Regions from separate parts of the Anas platyrhynchos genome. Here region 2 is linked to region 1. Evidence: chromatin contacts called from public Hi-C data. All regions are on one chromosome and are shown on one strand. The core of a region is the stretch at or near the end of the contact, and the rest is flanking DNA. Distances in the headings are between cores, read along the strand shown. Region 1 holds the start of TPPP (tubulin polymerization promoting protein). Region 2 overlaps LOC119715799.

What was found. A called contact is a pair of places that touch in the nucleus more often than the background predicts.
Region 2: a Hi-C map of subcutaneous adipose tissue shows a contact between it and region 1, with 2.1 times the contacts expected there. The contact joins the enhancer-like site here to the promoter of TPPP in region 1. A contact is called at or near these places in 2 of 8 Hi-C or Micro-C datasets (skeletal muscle and subcutaneous adipose tissue).

Annotation. Positions count from the first base shown.
Region 1 is chr2:93,197,912-93,201,090 of IASCAAS_PekinDuck_T2T, forward strand. It overlaps TPPP (tubulin polymerization promoting protein), which reads left to right and starts at 1,469. Exons shown (of 5, transcript XM_038174420.2): 1 at 1,469-1,768.
Region 2 is chr2:93,278,422-93,281,600 of IASCAAS_PekinDuck_T2T, forward strand. It overlaps LOC119715799, which reads right to left. Exons shown (of 4, transcript XM_072033188.1): 1 at 1,744-3,179. The coding sequence starts at 1,865. It overlaps LOC140001529, which reads right to left. Exons shown (of 2, transcript XM_072033186.1): 2 at 1-2,027. The coding sequence starts at 429. Among named protein-coding and RNA genes, the nearest start is that of CLASP2, 5.8 kb to the right of the region's middle. Within about 2 kb of position 1,755, at least 2 of the 8 cell types and tissues checked have an H3K27ac peak or open chromatin away from gene starts, as enhancers often do. A contact at or near this core is called in subcutaneous adipose tissue, where this site is marked.

The DNA.
Region 1 (3,179 bases), core at 219-2,718:
TTTTTCTTTTCCTTTTTTTTTTTTTTTCTTTTTTTTTTCCTTCTTTATCCTGCTGCTATCATGATTCTGAGAAAACTCTAATCAAATCTAATCTATCACAATCAAATTTGGGTAATTCTGATTCTGCATGTCTTCTGCTACTAGAAAGGAACATGGGCTGTGATGAAAAATTCTGTTAAGAGAAACATTATTACAGTCTACACTCTATGAGGTAGGGGAAATACTTGAAAATATTGTAGCATCAGCCGCATATTAAACATTAGGTGAGTATTCTCCACTGGGCTACTTACTACCCCTCATTTTTTGTTAATCTGGATTGCATTCATTTTTGCATTCAAAACTAGTCTCATTTAAAACCGTACCTTTCTTAATCTGTTTTTCAGTTGCAGGGTAGGGAATCTTTCTGAGGCAGCTCAAGTTTCATAAAGGTTAGATTTCCTGTGTCCTCATGGTGAAAGAGAAAACTTGGGATAAAACAACAACAACATGATTTTGGTTTGCCCTCTCAAAAGAGATTACAAATGCCATACCCTACTATAAAACCTATACCTGTACTGCAGCCAAACCCAATCCTAATGTGAAGAGGCCTTACAGCATTTATGCAGTGGTGGGTCATGCCTTAGGATACCAAAATAATGATATAAACTAGTTTAAAAATTATTATTCCAGTGTCTTAATGCAAATGTATACATAGACTTTTAAAAAGTCAGCTATATAACTATCTTGCATTTGAAAGATTGAGGCACCACTGCTCATTAATTCAATCTTATTTCTTTTCTTCCTCATCTCTGCAGAAGGATTATTTTATTTCCAGTACTTTAGCACAGCAATTACCAAGTTATGGTCCACTTAGATATGGTGGACTCTGGTCTGATTGGACTCTGGTTATAAATTCAGAAGTGAGGATGCATGACAGTTCATTAGACTTCTGCCAACTCCTGAGCAGTCTCTTTTTAAATATTTCTGAGTAGATTTCTCACTGGTGCATCTCTACTGTGTCAACCCTAGACCTGGTCCTAACCAGATAGTGAGGTGGGAGACGCAGGGTTTTGTGGAACACCTACTCCACTGCACAATCCAGCCCATTCCTTTCTAGTTAATTATTTTTAATTGTTTATTATTTGTCAACAAGCACAATTTATGACAAAATGGGCAGCCAGGATCAGAAGGATCAGAACCTTACAGAGCCTGGCAGGACACAAGTAACTGATGCTCCTTGGTTTCTTAATTTCCCTCCTGAAGGGAGCATAGGATACGAGGAATGGCAGAAACTGCTACACCTGGCCTCAACTCTCGTACTACCCGATGCAGGTTAACGCACGCACGCCCCCACCCCGTCTCCCTTAGCTCCTAGCCGTGGGAGCGGTAAGGAAGTTACCTCCTCCCGCTCGCGCGGCCTCCTCCCACCTCTCCCTGGCCACCTGCTGCTGAGCACTGGGTAATAAGCAGGGAGGAGAAGAGAAACCCTGCTGGCAATAACCAGCCATTTAAGGCAGCAAAGGCAGAGGCTGCCCCTAGGCTGATTCATTACCTCACGCTTCGGGGAAGGCGCGAGCGGCTGCCAGCTAGACAGCCTGCCTGGCCTATGGAAGAGAGCGGCAGAGGGGGTCGGGCAGGCGGTGCCGAGCGCTCGCCAATGCCTGGACAGCGAGGGCGGGCGTTTGGCTGAGCCGCCGCGCCGGCTTGAGACTGGCTCCCAGTAGCGCCTGAGCCAGGGAGAGAGTTAGGTTAGGCTGGCAGGACTTGCTGCTGCCTCGGAGAGCCGGTGGTAAGTACGTGCTTCTTGCGGGTGAAACAGTCCGGTTCCTCAGCCCTTTCTCCCTCCCCCCTTCTTCTTTTGAGCAGGGATGTTTCTTGCCCCCCACCCCCTGTTCAGCTTGCTGGCTAATTAATTTGCATTCGGTTAATGAGGACCCAAGGGGAGGAGGCGGGAACGCTGGCGTAGCTGCCCAGCGCTGTCTCTTATCGGTGGTGCCGTGGTGGGATCAGAGTCTCTCCCAATAAGGCAGGGGTGCGCAGCCCTGTGCTCCGTGCTGTCGTTATGTAACAGCCTCGGGGGGCCGCGGGCAAGGCGGCGGTTGCTTCTTTCTGCAGTAGCCGCTCCCCCTCTTCTATTTCGTTCATTTTATTTATCAATTCATTTATTTTTCCCACGCGACCCATGTGGAGGGGAGAGGGGCTCTGTGCAAAGCTGCTTTCGTTCCCCTGGCCCGCCGGTCGGGATGCGGCCCCCAGTATCTGGCCGCAGTGGGTTCCTCCCGCTGCGAAGAGACGCGCGATCGCAACCTGTGCGGGGGAGAAAGGGGTTGCTTTCCTGCTCCTCAGGACATTGCAGTAACAGATTAGTGGGTGGGTTGTGCGCGACTGGCTAGCCCAGGTCTAGGTGAAGGTTTCTCCCAAAGAAAAATCCACCTTGCGTGCAGACTAAATAAATTAATGTCTACCTGTGCTTTGGAGCCGATATTCTGTTTTTGGTTATAATTTGGAGACGACAATAAAACCTTAGCCCCTGCAGAGCTACCTTATTGCGTTCTTGTGCAGAGCAAGCAGTCAGTCCCCTTTTGTGAAGATGGATGGGTGGAGAAGCTTTTTTTTTTTTTCTCCCCTGAAATGCCCAAGGGGCTTTGCCAATTAGAACCGCCCCTATATGACGTCCTCCATGAAAACTAGAATCTGGTATCAAAGAGTATTTACGGATTGCAGTATAACACCTGCAGGTATAAAGCTGAGAGCAGTACTCTGGGGTGAAAAACTGGATGAAACAAAATATTGTGAATTAATTGGTTCTCCCCGATCCTGGCTAACTAGTTTGAAAACCAGTAAAAACAAAAACACCAAGTCATCACTGGTTACTAGTATGTCTTAGATTCTGGGTAAAAGCTCTGGTATTCTGGTTGAATTCTTCATTAGTGAAATTGGGTATCTTCTGCAAGATGTCAAATACACAAGTGGAAAATGTGTGTCTGAAACATTGACAGCTTTATATATATTGACAGCAGCAGTAGATGCTGCTGACAAGCATCTTACCTGTTAATGTTTTGCAGGGTCTACATAGACAGGTGTGTGTGTGGTGGGAAGGGGGTGAAATTCTTGCTGATTTTTACAAAGGCTTGTATAACTGCTTATGTCTGTTTAGAAAGAAAAGAAAGGGCCTGGCCCGAAATGAAACACATGATATG
Region 2 (3,179 bases), core at 505-3,004, 81 kb after region 1:
CACCAAGTTTTGACAGTCAAGTGGACACATTAGTTCTGCCTGGAAAATCCACTGAATTATCTGCCAAGCCGCCTGGGATTGTAAACCGTAGTCCATAACCGTTTTTTGAGCTCGTTGTAAAAGCTTGCAGTCATGCGTCTGCCACAACCCAGTGCCTTGCACAGGGTTGATAATAATAGGGCAGGCCAAGCATGTAGCATGACAATGCCCCTCTATGATGGCATCACGTATGACGTCGGAGCACCTGTCCCTCCTTGGTGCCGACGGTGTTGTAGCGACAGGTAATGAGGGAGTCTGCTCCGGTGGGGCAGACGAGAGAGGAGGCTCCTCCGAATCTGTAATTTTTAAGTTCTCGAATTTCACTAGCAGTTCTTGGAACAACTCCTCCAGTGAAGGTCGATTTTCACAAGCTGCTGCTGCACCTCTCATTGGCAAAGCATCCCAAGTGGATTATTGCTGCCTGGCAGCGGCACAGATGCTGGCAGCGCAGCTTTATCAAGATTTTCCGGCGCGCGGAGGGCAGCCCCCACTCCCCATCAGCATGACTATCTCTGAGCAGACTATCTCTGCTCAGATAGTCCCTTAGTTATTTCTGCCACTGATTGCTTTACTGGAGAGGTCATACCCCGAACCAGGGTGGGTGCAGGAACTGACAATAAAGATCATAGAATCATAGAATATCCTGATGTTGGAAGGGACCCTTAAGGATCATCAAGTCCAACTCTTGACACCGCACAGGTCTACCCAAAAGTTCAGACCATGTGACTAAGTGCACAGTCCAATCTCTTCTTAAATTCAGACAGGCTCGGTGCAGTGACCACTTCCCTGGGGAGCCTGTTCCAGTGTGCAACCACTCTCTCTGTGAAGAACCCCCTCCTGATGTCAAGCCTAAATTTCCCCTGCTTCAGCTTAACCCCGTTCCTGCGGGTCCTGTCGCTGGTGTTAATGGAGAAAAGGTCTCCTGCCTCTCGACACCCCCTTACGAGGAAGTTGTAGACTGTGATGAGGTCTCCCCTCAGCCTCCTCTTCTCCAGGCTGAACAGGCCCAGTGACCTCATCCGTTCCTTGTATGTCTTCCCCTCCAGGCCTTTCACCATCTTCGTAGCCCTCCTCTGGACACTCTCCAACAGTTTCATGTCCTTTTTATACTGTGGTGCCCAGAACTGCACATGCCGTGCTTGATGCACCCCAGGACACGGTTGGCCCTCCTGGCTGCCAGGGCACACTGCTGGCTCATATTCAACTTGCTGTCTACCATGACCCCCAGATCCCTCTCTTCTAGGCTGCTCTCCAGCGTCTCATGGCCCAGTCTGTACGTGCAGCCAAGATCATGTCAGCCGCATTCCTGAGGTCTCAGGTTTTGTACTCGGCGGTCTGTCAGTCCCAGACGATACTGACAAGGCTTGCACCGCCACCATAGCAAGCTGCTGTTCAGTTTTCATACTGCACAGCACATTAATCACATCCCACTTACATCTTTATCTAGCTTTCCACTTGAGATGGCTTTATCCCATAAGCGATCTCTTACATGCCGCCACTCAGCTGGACTAAACATTAGAGGGATTCCCTTCAGAAAACCCTCCTTCTGAGCCCAGTGCACCAAGGATTCGATCTTTGTTTTACATTGCAAGATATGCCTGTCTTAGAATGCTAGAGAAGCTGGATAACTGCTTCCTTCTCCATGGTTATGTCAGACGACCTGCAGGGTCGTGATCTCCACCCCTCTGCTGTGTGCCAACTCACCACACGATGGCGGTCGTCTGCCGTTTCCACTGACACCTCCGATCTCCCGTAGCAACTCGGCCCCGGATGTCCCGCGTCTCACCGCAATACATCACTTTTCCGCGTCTCACCGCGATCTCCATCTATCTCCATAATCTCTGTATCTATCTCTGCATCTCACCGCGATCTCTGTATCTATCTCCGTGTCTCACCACGATCTCTCTGTTCAGGTCTGTGCTCGGAGTCTCAGCATCTCTCAGGTCTCTCAGCGTCTCTCTGGTCTCTCAGCATCTGTGGGTCTCAGCCTGTTCGGGCGCCATATGTTGCAGGAAAAATGGCCAAAAACACAGCAGACACTAGTATGGTCAGATCACGCTCTTCTTCATTATTACCCAAATAGCCTGACTTTTATAGCAAACTTAACAAGGGCAGATAGTGTCTCACACAAGATTATTGGTCAAAAGCACTCAGACAAACAACTGCAAGAAAACAACCCCCTTGTGATTAGCAGTCACGTAGATCCCGTTCTTGAAGCCAGCTGCTGGCAACAATATCTTTCTAAATTCCTCAATCGGGCGATGTGGGAACGCTGTCATGGGAACTTCTCATAGTCGTCCTGGTAGCTTGGTTTGCTCAGCTGCAGCAAGTCATGGCCTCCTCGCTGTTTCAAAAATCCCTCAACACAGAGATATTGTAAAACATGATCAGCACAGTCACAGCTTTTATAGTCCAAACACCCAGTGAGGGCTTGATAAACCCTCAAGAAAATAAAAAGGAGTAATGTGTATTACAAGTCTTCTCTTCAGCGTCACTGAGTTCTTTTCCATTCCTCTTAACTTTATAATAATTATAATCAAATTCTAGTGGTGAACATCAAACATTTGTACATGTTCATGATAACATTACAGGAGCATGTCAAGTTTATGGTTGGCATTTCTCTCTACCCTAAGAAACCCACCTACTTTTATTTTTCTGAAAAAAAATTGTTAGGCGGGCAATGGAAGCAGGTTCCTGCTCAGGGTGGTAGGGGAGCCCTGTCCCTCCCTGCCCACCTCACCTTCCCACCTACCCTTATATAACAGGTATGAAGCTCTAGAATATGACAGTCAAAACAATAATGTAGGTGAAAGCACGTCCCAGTTGGAGAGGGTGCCTAAGGCAAGGCAACATACCCCATGCATTGCTACATCTTTTGTCTAGAAAGAAAGATTATTGTCATGGGGAACTCCCTTTTGAAAGGGACAGAGGGCCCAATATGCCAACCAGACCCAACCCACAGGGAAGTCTGTTGCATCCCTGGGGCTCGGGTGAGAGTCATTGCTAGGAAAGTCACTTGCCTAGTAAGGCCTACCAACTACTACCCATTACTGGTCTTTCAAGCTGGTAATGACAAGGTAGCAAAGAGAAGTCCAAGAGTGATCAAAAGGGTCTTCAGGGCTTTAGGGCAACTAGTTAAA